Linked DNA regions of Mus musculus: all the other regions are linked to region 1. The links are chromatin contacts, called in public HiChIP or PLAC-seq maps. All regions are on one chromosome and are shown on one strand. The core of a region is the stretch at or near the end of the contact, and the rest is flanking DNA. Distances in the headings are between cores, read along the strand shown. Region 1 has its middle 27 kb from the start of 0610040F04Rik. Region 2 holds the start of Sumf1 (sulfatase modifying factor 1). Region 3 overlaps Itpr1 (inositol 1,4,5-trisphosphate receptor 1).

Region 1 (3,634 bases), core at 720-3,219:
GACCTTTCTACTTTTTCATCTCTAATACAGGCAGGGTTATAGGTGTGTGCCAACGCTTCCAGCTGGAAATAGCATTTTCTAGAAGGCAGTGAGTGCTTGTACAGTTAGGATCCTGACTCTGAGCTAGCCCACTGGACTCCAAATCTCAGCCCTTCTCTTTGGCAGTTCTATGACCCCAGTCAACTCACCTGACCTCTCTCAGATACTATTTCCTCCTCTATAGCAAGCTTCTGCAATCAAGCAACCTAGTGAGTTCCTGGCCCGTAGACTGTGTTCTGGCAGTCTGCGATAGCTCATAGCCATAAGCCTAATACTAAGGAGAATAAAAAAAGATTACTGCAAATTTGAGGCCAGCCTGGGCTACATGGTAAGTGCCAGGGTATCCTGGATTACAGAGTAAGGCTATGTCTCATAAACAGCAAAAGGAAGACCTGCCTGATCCTATTTCACAGGGGAAGGAAGTAAAGACCAGAGAGGTGATTAACTGCCCTGTTCCCTGACCCACTGCTTAGGAGTGACAGCGATCTGAAGCCAGGTCAAGTTGACCTTGCCTCTGTAGTAGTTGGGTGGAGAAAGGTCAAAACCCCAGAAGATGCCTGGGTTTGACGCTGTTCCCTGAGGGCTGATGGTAGGATCCTCTGAGGTTTGCCCCCTGTTGCTCTGTGAAGAATCCACAGGCCCAGGCAGGCTCCTGTCTGGAAGTTAGAGTAGTCTAACTAACTAGTCTGACCTATGACAAATTTTAAGTGGAGGGGGCCACCGCAGGCAGGAATGTAAGGAGTTACACTACCTTAAACTTAGTCCTGTAATGAGAGGGTCAGACACCAGTAGCCATGGTGACCAGAATGTGTCTCCTGTCTCCTCAAATGCCTTCTTCTTGACCCACCTGCCTCCCGTGTTCTTTTCTGCTTACCTCAGACCCACAGGCCTTAGGATATTGTTGTACCTTGAAGTCCGAGCATGAATGTCGCCTCCTACAAAGTCCCTTCCTATCTCGTTTTCAGAAATCCACCATGCTCACACATACCATGTCTCCTCCCTGCGTGTTTCCTGCCCCATCTGTGATTTCCTTACTGATCTGAGTGCCAGGTCACTGTCTAGCTTTGCTAGAATACACCCCTACACCTCAAAGGCATGGACAACACTGAAGGCGTTGTCAATCCTGCTTGGCTTGAACAAGTAGTCGCCACGTGGCAATCATGTGAATATCATGTGGATATGAGCTGATGACTGGATAAGTGTGTCAGTGCATGACGATGGGAAAACGGTGTCTACCTCTTAAGCCTCAGTTCCCTCTTCTTTGAAATGGTGTTAATACCTAATGAAGCAAGATGGAAATAAAGGGGCTGCTATTGAGGACTTACTGTAGGTCCAGCATACACTTGGAGGTGCAGGCAAGGACCAGAAGTTCAAGGTCATTTTCAGCCATGTCAGGAGTTTAAGGCCAGTATACATATTGAGAGAGGGAGAAAGAATGAGAGATTTTCCTAATATAGTATATATAAATGTATATATATATATACACACACACACATATATACATGAATGAAAGCTGGAAGTATAGCTCAGTGGTAGAGCACTTGCCTAGCATGACCAAAGCCTGGCACCTTTAAAGTAAGCACCTCCCCGCAAACAATGGAACGGCTTAGTTCAGGATAGCTATTCCTCAGATTGCACCAGAGATGGGGTGCATCACTTAGTGGTTCTGCACTGTGGATTCTGAGGTGTAGTCTCCTTCCCCTACTACCTCCAAAAGGGGAGATAAGACGGTGGGGGCGCTGGAAGCATAGGGATCAGAGAGGTTCTCATTAAGCTTCCCCCTTTGTGGATTTCTGTCCTCTCATCCCACCCCTCCCCCACCAGCCCCACCCTTTCCAACCACATACCAAGAATAAACCCCACACCCTGCCTGCCTCCAGTGTCACAGTTTCCTGCCTCTATGGTCACAGGCTGCTTGGGCTCTGAGGGATTTTCCAGCCCGGGGCAGTGCCTCTGGGACTTGGGGCAGTGTCATAGCAGAGGCTCTGTGATGCAGACACAGAGCCAGGAAAACCCCCAGGCAGTCGATGACAGAGAACTGGAGTGGGGCCCTTAGAGGGGGGAGGGCGGAGGCCCCTGGGAAGCCCAACTGGGTCTTCTCTCTTTCATTATACCGCTCGCCCTATAGCTGGCCAGTGATGGCCATCTGTCAACCAAGGTGAAACCAAGGCATAGTGACACTCATCTGTAATCCCCCTGCATTCAGGAAGCTGAAGCAGGAGGATCATGAGGCCATCCTGGGCTACATAGAAAAAGAAAAATGTATAGCAAACAGAGATGTTAAACAGACTCTAGTTTCACAATGCAACCATGCCTGGAGGGAAGACGATCCTCCATGTTCTCTCTTCCCCTAAAGCAGAGACTCCAGTGTCCTGATCTAACCTTCTTGGCACCATGCCACCGATAACCATCGAAGTAAGATACCAACCCTGGAGAGCCATTTCTCTGCCCTGCCCTTTCTCTTCTCAGTTCCACCACTGATAGCCATCTACTTCTGACCTGCCAGAGGGCTTGTTTTCTAGTCTTACTATGGCTTTACCTTGCTCTGGGAACAGTTCCCAGCCTTTTCTAAGCCTCAGTGGCCACTCGTGTAAACTGAGCCCTAGGTGACACTTTTCAGCTATGATAAGCTGTCCTGCTAGGTATGTAGGCTAGCCTGGGCCACAGTCCCAGGCGCGATAGCTGCATGTGTCGCCCTATCTGCCTGGCCAGGGTTGGGAAGTGCTATTTTACCTAGCTGGCTGGAAGACCTTGAGTTACGTTAATGGACAAAGGATAGGAAATTTTGAGAATTAAAAAGTCCAAGTGAGGTTGGGGACATGGCCCAGCAGGTAAAGGTACTTACTACAAGTCTCATGACTTGAGTTCAACTCCTGAGACCAACATGGTGGAAGGAGAGAATCAACTCCTAAAAGTTGTTGTCTTAGGGTTTTACTGCTGTAAACAGACACCATGTCCAAGGCAAGACTTAAAGGACAACATTTAATTGGGGCTGGCTTATAGATTCAGAGGTTCAGTCCATTATCATCAAGACAGGAACATGACAGAATCTAAGAAGGCGTGGTATAGAAGGAGCTGAGAATTCTACATCATCTTCATCTGCAGGCTGCTAGTAGAAGACTGACTTCCAGGCAACTAGGATGAGGGTCTTAAGCACATGCCCACAGTGACAAACCAACTCCAACAAGGCCACATCTCCTAATAGTGCTAGTCCCTGGCTGGGCCAAGCATATACAAACCATCACAGTTGTCCTCTGATTTTCTGTGAGGGATGGCACACACATGAGACAGATTAGATAGATAGATAGATAGATAGATAGATAGATAGATAGATAGATCTAAAAAATATGTGGACATCTTATAAAACAGGAACTGGAGATATAGCTCAGAGGTTGAGAGTTCCTGATGCTCTTCAGAAGATCCAAGTAAGATGCCAGCACCCATATGATAGTTTCTAACCATTCCTAATTCTATTTCTATGGCATTCAATGCCCTCTTCTGGCTTCTGAGGGTGTCCTCTACACATGTGATGCACATACATACCTGTGAGCAAACACACATAAAATAAAGATAAATAAATCATTTTAAATAGAGT
Region 2 (3,634 bases), core at 801-3,300, 500 kb before region 1:
AAGACAACTTATTAGTTTGATGTATCTATTCCAGATGGCCAATTCTTCTGACCACAATAATTCAACTGGGAACAGGACAATGGCTCAAAGTTTACCTGGGAACTTTTCCTGGAGCCACTAAGAAGGAATTCTTCCTCTTCCAACTGGTTTAGGAGGTGGGATGTCCTCTATACAACAGACCTAAACTAATGTAAGATGGCTAAGGGACAGCCAACAATGGGCCTGGGGATGCTGCCTGGTGCCCTGGATCCAGCTGTGTCTACAATCATGTGCTGTCTCAATCTTCCCAAGTATAGAGAATCCATAAATCTCTCCCTCTCATTTGAAGCTATCCTGATTCCATTTGCTACTGTATGATTTTTTTGTGCATAAAACTAAAATAAACTCATATAAAATTATTTTGCAGGGCTCTTTTTCCATTGCCTACTTTCTACTGATTGAACTTAACACAAAAGGCTCAGGCAAAAGAAATCTGTATGCCAACAGCTATAATAGCTACACAAAACTTGGTCCAGCCACAGTATACAGACATTCCTCATAGGTGGAATACGATCCAAATTTCCAGCACTAATGTTTGACTCATGAAGCTTCAGTTGCCTCACCTATGACCCAGAAGACGATGGACTGCACAGGATTCTCTGGGTACACAGTAGAAGTATATATTTACAAAGGCTTTCTTTGAAAAGTGCCCGATAACCTTCACCCCCAAAATAGCCTCTCAATAGTGTAGCTACCAATAAATAAATAAACAAACAAACATCACTCAAGAGATATTACAGAATGTCTAAAATAGGTTAGGCACTGGGATGGGAGGAGGGGGGCAAATCCATAGAGAATAAATCAGATCTAAAACTCTTTCCATCATCAAGTAGGTAACAGAAAAACAACACTGCACTGCAGTAAGCAAAATAGACAAGTGGCCACTGGGCAACTGCCCTCCAAAAAATGCTGTGGGGATTTATAGACAAGCATCTTTAGTTGTCGCACTGCTACCTACCACTGAGTCAATCTATGGAAATATTGAAAGGGAGGGAAGACCCACAGGAGATGTTACCCCTCACCAACTCCTGAACTTAAGTGCCAATTAACATAGAGGAAAGAAAAGAGACCTGGGAAACAAGGATAGACTGGATAGGAGTACAAAAGAAAAGTGTTATTCAGAGGGCCTGGGGTGAATTCCCTAAAGCTAGCAAGTAGAATGAAGGTCCATTTCTATATTCACTGTTTTCATCCGTACATACTAACATCTAACACACCTATGCACTACACAAAGACATAAATAAAAGCAATAAAGTACACTCGGCTCCATACTTCTTTGCAGTCGGAGTGCTAAGCACTACAGAATAAATACAAGTCTGCGAGCACAGTGAGTTTAAGGCAGTGTTGGAGACTCAGGCTCCACAGGTACTAAAACTAGAACTTAAACCCGAATCCATCAGACTTTTCCTGGAGCTCTGCAGCAGGAGGGCGGAGTGGAGGAAGGGGGAAGTGGGCAAGAAGAGGTAAGAAAGAATGGACAGCACTCTTCAAGCTAAGCTCTCTTAAGTTTTAGTGATAAACACAGCCACAAACCCCTGCCCATCTCCCAGTGGGGGGGGGGGGGGCAGGGGGGAGGACATCTGTCAAATGAGATCTGTAGCTGAGAGACTTGGGATGTGGTTCGACCCTTTCCAGGAGTTCCGAATCCCCCCTCTTCTGGCCCAGCGAGGCCTCATGCCGTAGCCAACGACACCCACACGCCCCAGGAATGGAAGGCGCACCTTGGTGAGCGCGAGCGGTCGCGGGCCTGAGGTCAGGCCCGGGGCGTTCGCCTCCCGGGAGTAGCGCTGCGCCGCCGCCGAGCTGCCATGGGCCCCGGCCCTCTGGGGCGTTCCGCAGCCGCACGAGCCCGCAAGGGACGCCGCACCTTCCCTGGCCTCGGCCTCATCGCTTCCCGCCACCTCGCACGCCAACACCAGCAGCAAGAAGACTCGCGCCAGTCTGATGCAGCAGCGGAGAGCCGGCTCTCGCGCGGGCGCAGCCATGTTGTTCCCGGAGTCATGTGACCCATGGAGATCACGTGACCTGTGGTGCTTAAAGCAGCGGCTTTGGCTGACATAGGTAATAAATAATAGCCTGAGACTGCTTCCAGGTAGTTAGCCAGAGTTTGCCTGCTAATGTTAAAAGCATGCAAACCACAACAAAGCTCTATGATATTCAAGGCCTTCCGCAGACAATGTGCCCCTCTCTAGTTTCGTGGTTGAAAGCTAGTTGAATTTATTCAGCATTTGCTGAGCACCACTACCTTACTACATAAACACTCATTTTTTTTTTTAAGTACTTAGTTCTCGTGATGCTGCTACATTGTGTTGACAGGACAATTAAGTGGTCTGCTCAAATCACGTATCAAACATGTCAAAACCAAAATCTAACTCCAAGGTATCTAACCAGAAACCCTGAATTTTGAGCTCTATAAGCAATTCAGAAATTGGACTTAGGAAAGTGAGCATAGTGAAAAAGACCAGTGAGTAGAGTTAGGTAAATCTAGACTATGAGATTGTATAAAATAACACTTCGCAAAGTTTGGACTGATAGGTTATTTCTCCACTGGTAAAATAGACCAATAAATGCCAAATTAGAATATATTGAAGATAGGTTTATTGGGAAGCTGCTCTTGAGTGAGTTCACTGGCCCCCAAGGACCAAGGCCAGAAACATCACCAAGGTGGGGGGTGGGGAGAAAGAGAGAAAGGGCACACAGGGCAGAGAGAGAAAGTGAAAGAAAATTAAAATTCAAGGTCCATGACTCATGCGGCTTGCTAGTTAGGAGGGCTTTTTGGGCCTAAGACAAAGAACAAAGGCTGTAAAGTCATCCCAGGAACCAACTAGCCATAAAGATAGGGAAGACATACAAGAATGTCCGGACTGGCCTGGCGCCTCCCTATCTCCAACCCCCACCTATGTTCTTTCAAGAGGAGGAAGAGGAGGAGGAGGAGGTGAAAGGGGAGAGGAAGGGGAGAGAGGGAGAGAGAGAGGGGTAGAGAGAGAGAGAGAGGAACAAATGTCTGGATTATATAGGGAAGAGCAGGCAGCCAGGGGCCTACTTGGGGACAGGGTATGCCCAGTAGGAACCTAAGTATGCTGGATTAACCTGGAGGCCAGGTCTGCTTTGATTGTAAAATATGCACCTCAGTCCCTTGTCCCGGGTCCAAAGCCAAACCTGGACCATAGCAACAGTAAGAGCATCACCTGGTAACTTACTGGAAAGACAACACTTGCTAAGAGAGATGGTTTTAGCCATGGAAGAGGAGTGACTGCTCTTCCAGAGGACCAGAGTTCAATTCCTACCATCCACCAGGCAGCTCACAACTGTAATTCCAAGACCTAACACCTTCACATTGATATACATGCAGGCAAAACACCAGTGCACATAAAATAAAAATAAATAAATAATATTTTAAAATGCAACACTTCATCAGAATCTATTGGAAACTGGACACAGCATAAAAGGGGGCCGGGGCAGGTGTGTGCCAAGGCCAGAGGACAACAGGCATCCTGATCTATGACTCTGTTAAGCAGACACTGTCTTTCACTGAACTTGGACCTAAACTGGAAGCCAGGAAATCCAAGTTCTCCTAATATTCTGATCCATTTTG
Region 3 (3,634 bases), core at 561-3,060, 260 kb before region 1:
CCCTGGCAACCGTCAGAACCCAGGGACACCAACACCCTGTCCCTGGTCCCTCAGGCTATTGGCTCTGGCCCTCTTCTCAGAGGTGACTGATTGGCCTTTATTATCAGCCCATTCTGGAAACTATCACAGCTCCCTGTGGTACAATCCCCCCCCGCCCCCCCCCCGCAACCTTCTACCAGTGTGTTCTTGGGGAAGCTGTAGTCCACAGCTGTGCTTCTACAGAAGTTTAATGAGAGCTCCTGACAGCAAAGGATCTGGGTAGGGACGAGCCTCACACCTAACACTGAAGGCTTCTGTCCCGAGTGATCATGGTGGTGGCAGTGGGGCAAATAGTAAGCATGCATGGTCCCTCCAATTTCTCATTGCGGAAGAGCCACTGCCTTTTGATGACGATAAGGACAGTTGAGTATCTCGGGGAATAGATGGCTGCAAACAACTTGGGAGAGAGGGAAAGACCTCCTGCATGAACATCAGGACTTTGGGCAAGACGCTAAAGTAAGGGTAGAGGCACAAACTTCTCATAAAGAGCATGCATGTACAGGCTCTTCCCAGCTGCCCTCTAGAATAAAATTTTAATTGACACCAGGAACAGGAGGGTGTCGGTGTTTGTGTTTGCTTCTTGGCAAGAGAGGCAGTCTCTATCTTTACCCCGACTTGATCTTGTTCACTGGAGATAGGAGAAACAAACTAGGGGTGGATGCGGGGGTGAGGGTGGGGTGGGGATAGAAAAACTACCTGCACTGTGTGTGTGAAGCTTCATGGATTGCTACATTTGTGTGCTTGGGACTATACATCCCCCCAAAATCTTGGACTGATGACAAAGGCCAGTCAGTTATCAGAAGGGCCAGGGCCACAGAGTATTGGTATCCTATGGTTCTGACAGTTGCCAGGGGTAACTATACAGAGGGAGCCGCAGATAAAGATCAAGATACAGAAAGCTCCCTCACTGGCCATAAATGGACATCAGCTGATGTTAAAGATCCTGATTTCTATCACTGGAAGCATCTGTTAGGTTCCAGGTACTATGTTAAGGGTTTGATACAATGTGCCTCCAAAAACATAGTATCTGCCGTGCTGGAGACTCTGCTAGAGACCATACAAATTAATGGAAAAGTTACCCCAGCCTGTCATGCAGCATGATAGAAATACATGGAATTGTGGGGAAATGTTATCTGGGGCTTTCTCGATATGTCAGAAGGGCAAGTAGTCACTTCAGAGGTCAGGCAAGAATGCAGTGGGGAACCTCAAGGCAGGACCTACTTTTCTAAACTAGGAAGTGCCATGCCTTTTAAGAACATACTTGGGGTTTAGGCAGCAGTAGTGGATGATGGGGTGGGCCATCTAGGTTTCCTCATTTTTGTCCTTGATACTAAGTTGTGTGTTTTAAAAGTGTGTGCTGTAGTTCAACAGACATGCCCATTCCTCTTCACTTAATATGACATCCTCACTGAATTACTGTCACCCTGGTGACAGCAGGCAACTGCAACTTTGCTTTCCTGTATTGAAAAAAAAAAACAAAACAACACAACAGATATCCTTGTCACCCAGAGTAGCTGTAGCCTGATTTTATTTATTGTGACCTAAACTTCTCTCCCCTACAAGCTAGTGATGCCACAGACAAAAATGTCTGTAATATTCAGGATGTGAAGGGTGGGAGTGGGGGTAGGGGTGCAGACAGCCGCTTAGGAATTGCTAGTTTTCACCTTCAGGGGGCGCGCTCATGACGTCCGACCCGGTGGAGGCGTCCTACTTTCTTACATTGCTGCAAACTGCTGAGTTGGGAACCTGCCAACCCTCAGGCAGCCGTTACATAAGCCCTTTCTTTTTTTCCTGGAATTTAAGCTCACTGCTGATGTGCGACCTTCAGCAGTAATTGCCAATAAGTGCAGCAGGACTGTTTACTGTTAGACACTGGCAACCACAGAGCAAGCTCTGCTGTCAGCACACAGAAGCCACTGCGGAGTCTGCTGAGGGCCTTTTCAAATCTTTGGACTCTCTTTGTTATTGTTTCTGAGATTATTCCAGAATGACTGAAGTTGTGTAGTTGCGTCATGCCAGTTTGCATTTTTTAACTAACGGACCACACTACTGAGTTCTGATGAATCCTCTCTGTAAGATATGCATCAAAGTTCATGGGTGGAGCCATTTAATTTTTAACTTATCCTTATTTCTAAAAGCAAATGCAGTTAAAATGAGAATTGTATTTGTAGATGTGAATATTTAAAATTGTCCATTTAAATTCAGAAAAAAAAAAAACCTTCCATCTTTGGTTTGGGTTTTTTTTTTTAAAGATTTCTTTTCTCTCAATGAAGAGGTTTCAAAGTCTGATAAAAGATGGACCCTGACTTGCTAGCCCATTCACTCTTGTTTTGTTTCCTTTTCCCAGGGTTATAAGTAGATTGAGAAGCAACGGAGTGCTGATTTAGGGAACCAGAAATGATAAATTATTTTTGATGTACTGATATATGAGCCTATCATACATGTCTTGACTTGTGTCCAACTACTGCCAAGATGGTCCATAAGTGGACATTATATTGAAGAGAAAATGGTGGATGCTCAGAGGCCAGAGAGGGATTCCGGTTAAGGGCAGAAGAAAGCAAAGCCTATTCACAGCCATACTGTGTGCTGGTCCTATAATAGACTCATATAAAAGGGCTGGATAGAGAGAGAGAGACGGGGTCGGGAGGGTTGCTGACTCGAAAGCACCAGGAGTAACCTAGGACATATATAGGTATCTTTTCTTTAAGAAGTTCAAAGAGTGATAACAGATGTGCATCCCTCCATAAGAAATAGGGTGCCTTGTTTATATGAAGCAAGCCCACAGGCATCTTCTATGCACATATCACGTTACTTGGTTGACATCACAGTTATAATACCTTGATTATTGGCCTCATCCAACAAGGACATTGAGGGCTCAGAAACTTGAGTTACTGTTTAAGTTATTCTTAAATGTTTGTTACTCATTTGGATCTTTGTTTCTACGAAATTATGTTTTGCTGAACATCTTTGAGAGTTCTGGGGAAACTTTTAATCAAAGGGGCAATATGATGAAGCAGTCTGGGGCAGTACTCAGTTTTCAGATTCATAACTAGACGTGTTCATCATCCACCGACCAGCTGTGATTAGAGATGTCAGCAGCATGTATGATGAGGGAGAAATAAGACCTAGAATATATAGATCTTAAAATGTTATTACTTAAAATGTTCACTGGAACATCACCATTCAAGTAAAGTAAATAATAATAATAATAATAACAACAAACAACTACTACTTCTGAGGAACTAAATTTATTTATCAAAGCCTACTCTTCACTTATATTGGCATCATATCTTCTATTTACATAGCTATTCTTGGGACATGCATACTTTGCTTTTATGCTTATCAGAATTGCAGCTTACTTCCTTAAAAGCAGCTTATCCCCTAAGAAACCGTGACTTCCTTCACTGGGGAAGGAAGTGCTGATGGAGATGAAGAAGGTGTAGGATGTTGCTTGGTGTTCTAATTATATCCTCATTTGGCCAGGTCTCTGCCATGTCCAAAATCAAGTAGAACTTGGCCGTTAGATGCTTAAAAGTAAAGTTTACTGTCAGTAGACCTTTCGTTATTTGATATGTCAGCTGGACGGAATCACGAT

The links. HiChIP or PLAC-seq counts read pairs in DNA pulled down with a chosen protein or histone mark.
Region 2: a contact with region 1 is called in an RNA polymerase II HiChIP or PLAC-seq map of embryonic stem cells, with 8 read pairs. The contact joins the promoter of Sumf1 here to the enhancer-like site in region 1. A contact is called at or near these places in 2 of 39 promoter capture datasets (the C10 cell line and liver), 1 of 15 datasets of contacts at CTCF or cohesin (the NIH/3T3 cell line), 3 of 115 datasets of contacts at active chromatin or transcription factors (bone marrow-derived macrophages and embryonic stem cells) and 1 of 9 other capture datasets (liver).
Region 3: an HNF4G HiChIP or PLAC-seq map of pancreatic cancer cells shows a contact between it and region 1. The contact joins two enhancer-like sites. A contact is called at or near these places in 2 of 15 datasets of contacts at CTCF or cohesin (CD8 T cells and the NIH/3T3 cell line), 4 of 484 Hi-C or Micro-C datasets (bone marrow-derived macrophages, embryonic fibroblasts, embryonic stem cells and 1 more), 7 of 115 datasets of contacts at active chromatin or transcription factors (embryonic basal ganglia, embryonic stem cells, pancreatic cancer cells and 2 more) and 3 of 9 other capture datasets (adipose tissue, liver and pancreatic islet).

The regions. Positions count from the first base shown.
Region 1 is chr6:108,686,547-108,690,180 of GRCm38.p6, forward strand. No RefSeq gene overlaps it. Among named protein-coding and RNA genes, the nearest start is that of 0610040F04Rik, 27 kb to the left of the region's middle. Within about 2 kb of position 1,970, at least 63 of the 459 cell types and tissues checked have an H3K27ac peak or open chromatin away from gene starts, as enhancers often do. A contact at or near this core is called in embryonic stem cells and pancreatic cancer cells, where this site is marked.
Region 2 is chr6:108,183,533-108,187,166 of GRCm38.p6, forward strand. Sumf1 (sulfatase modifying factor 1) reads right to left here and starts at 2,051. Exons shown (of 9, transcript NM_145937.3): 1 at 1,761-2,051. The coding sequence starts at 2,024.
Region 3 is chr6:108,425,176-108,428,809 of GRCm38.p6, forward strand. The region is part of intron 40 of Itpr1 (inositol 1,4,5-trisphosphate receptor 1); the gene reads left to right. Among named protein-coding and RNA genes, the nearest start is that of Gm35165, 46 kb to the right of the region's middle. Within about 2 kb of position 1,811, at least 158 of the 459 cell types and tissues checked have an H3K27ac peak or open chromatin away from gene starts, as enhancers often do. A contact at or near this core is called in pancreatic cancer cells, where this site is marked.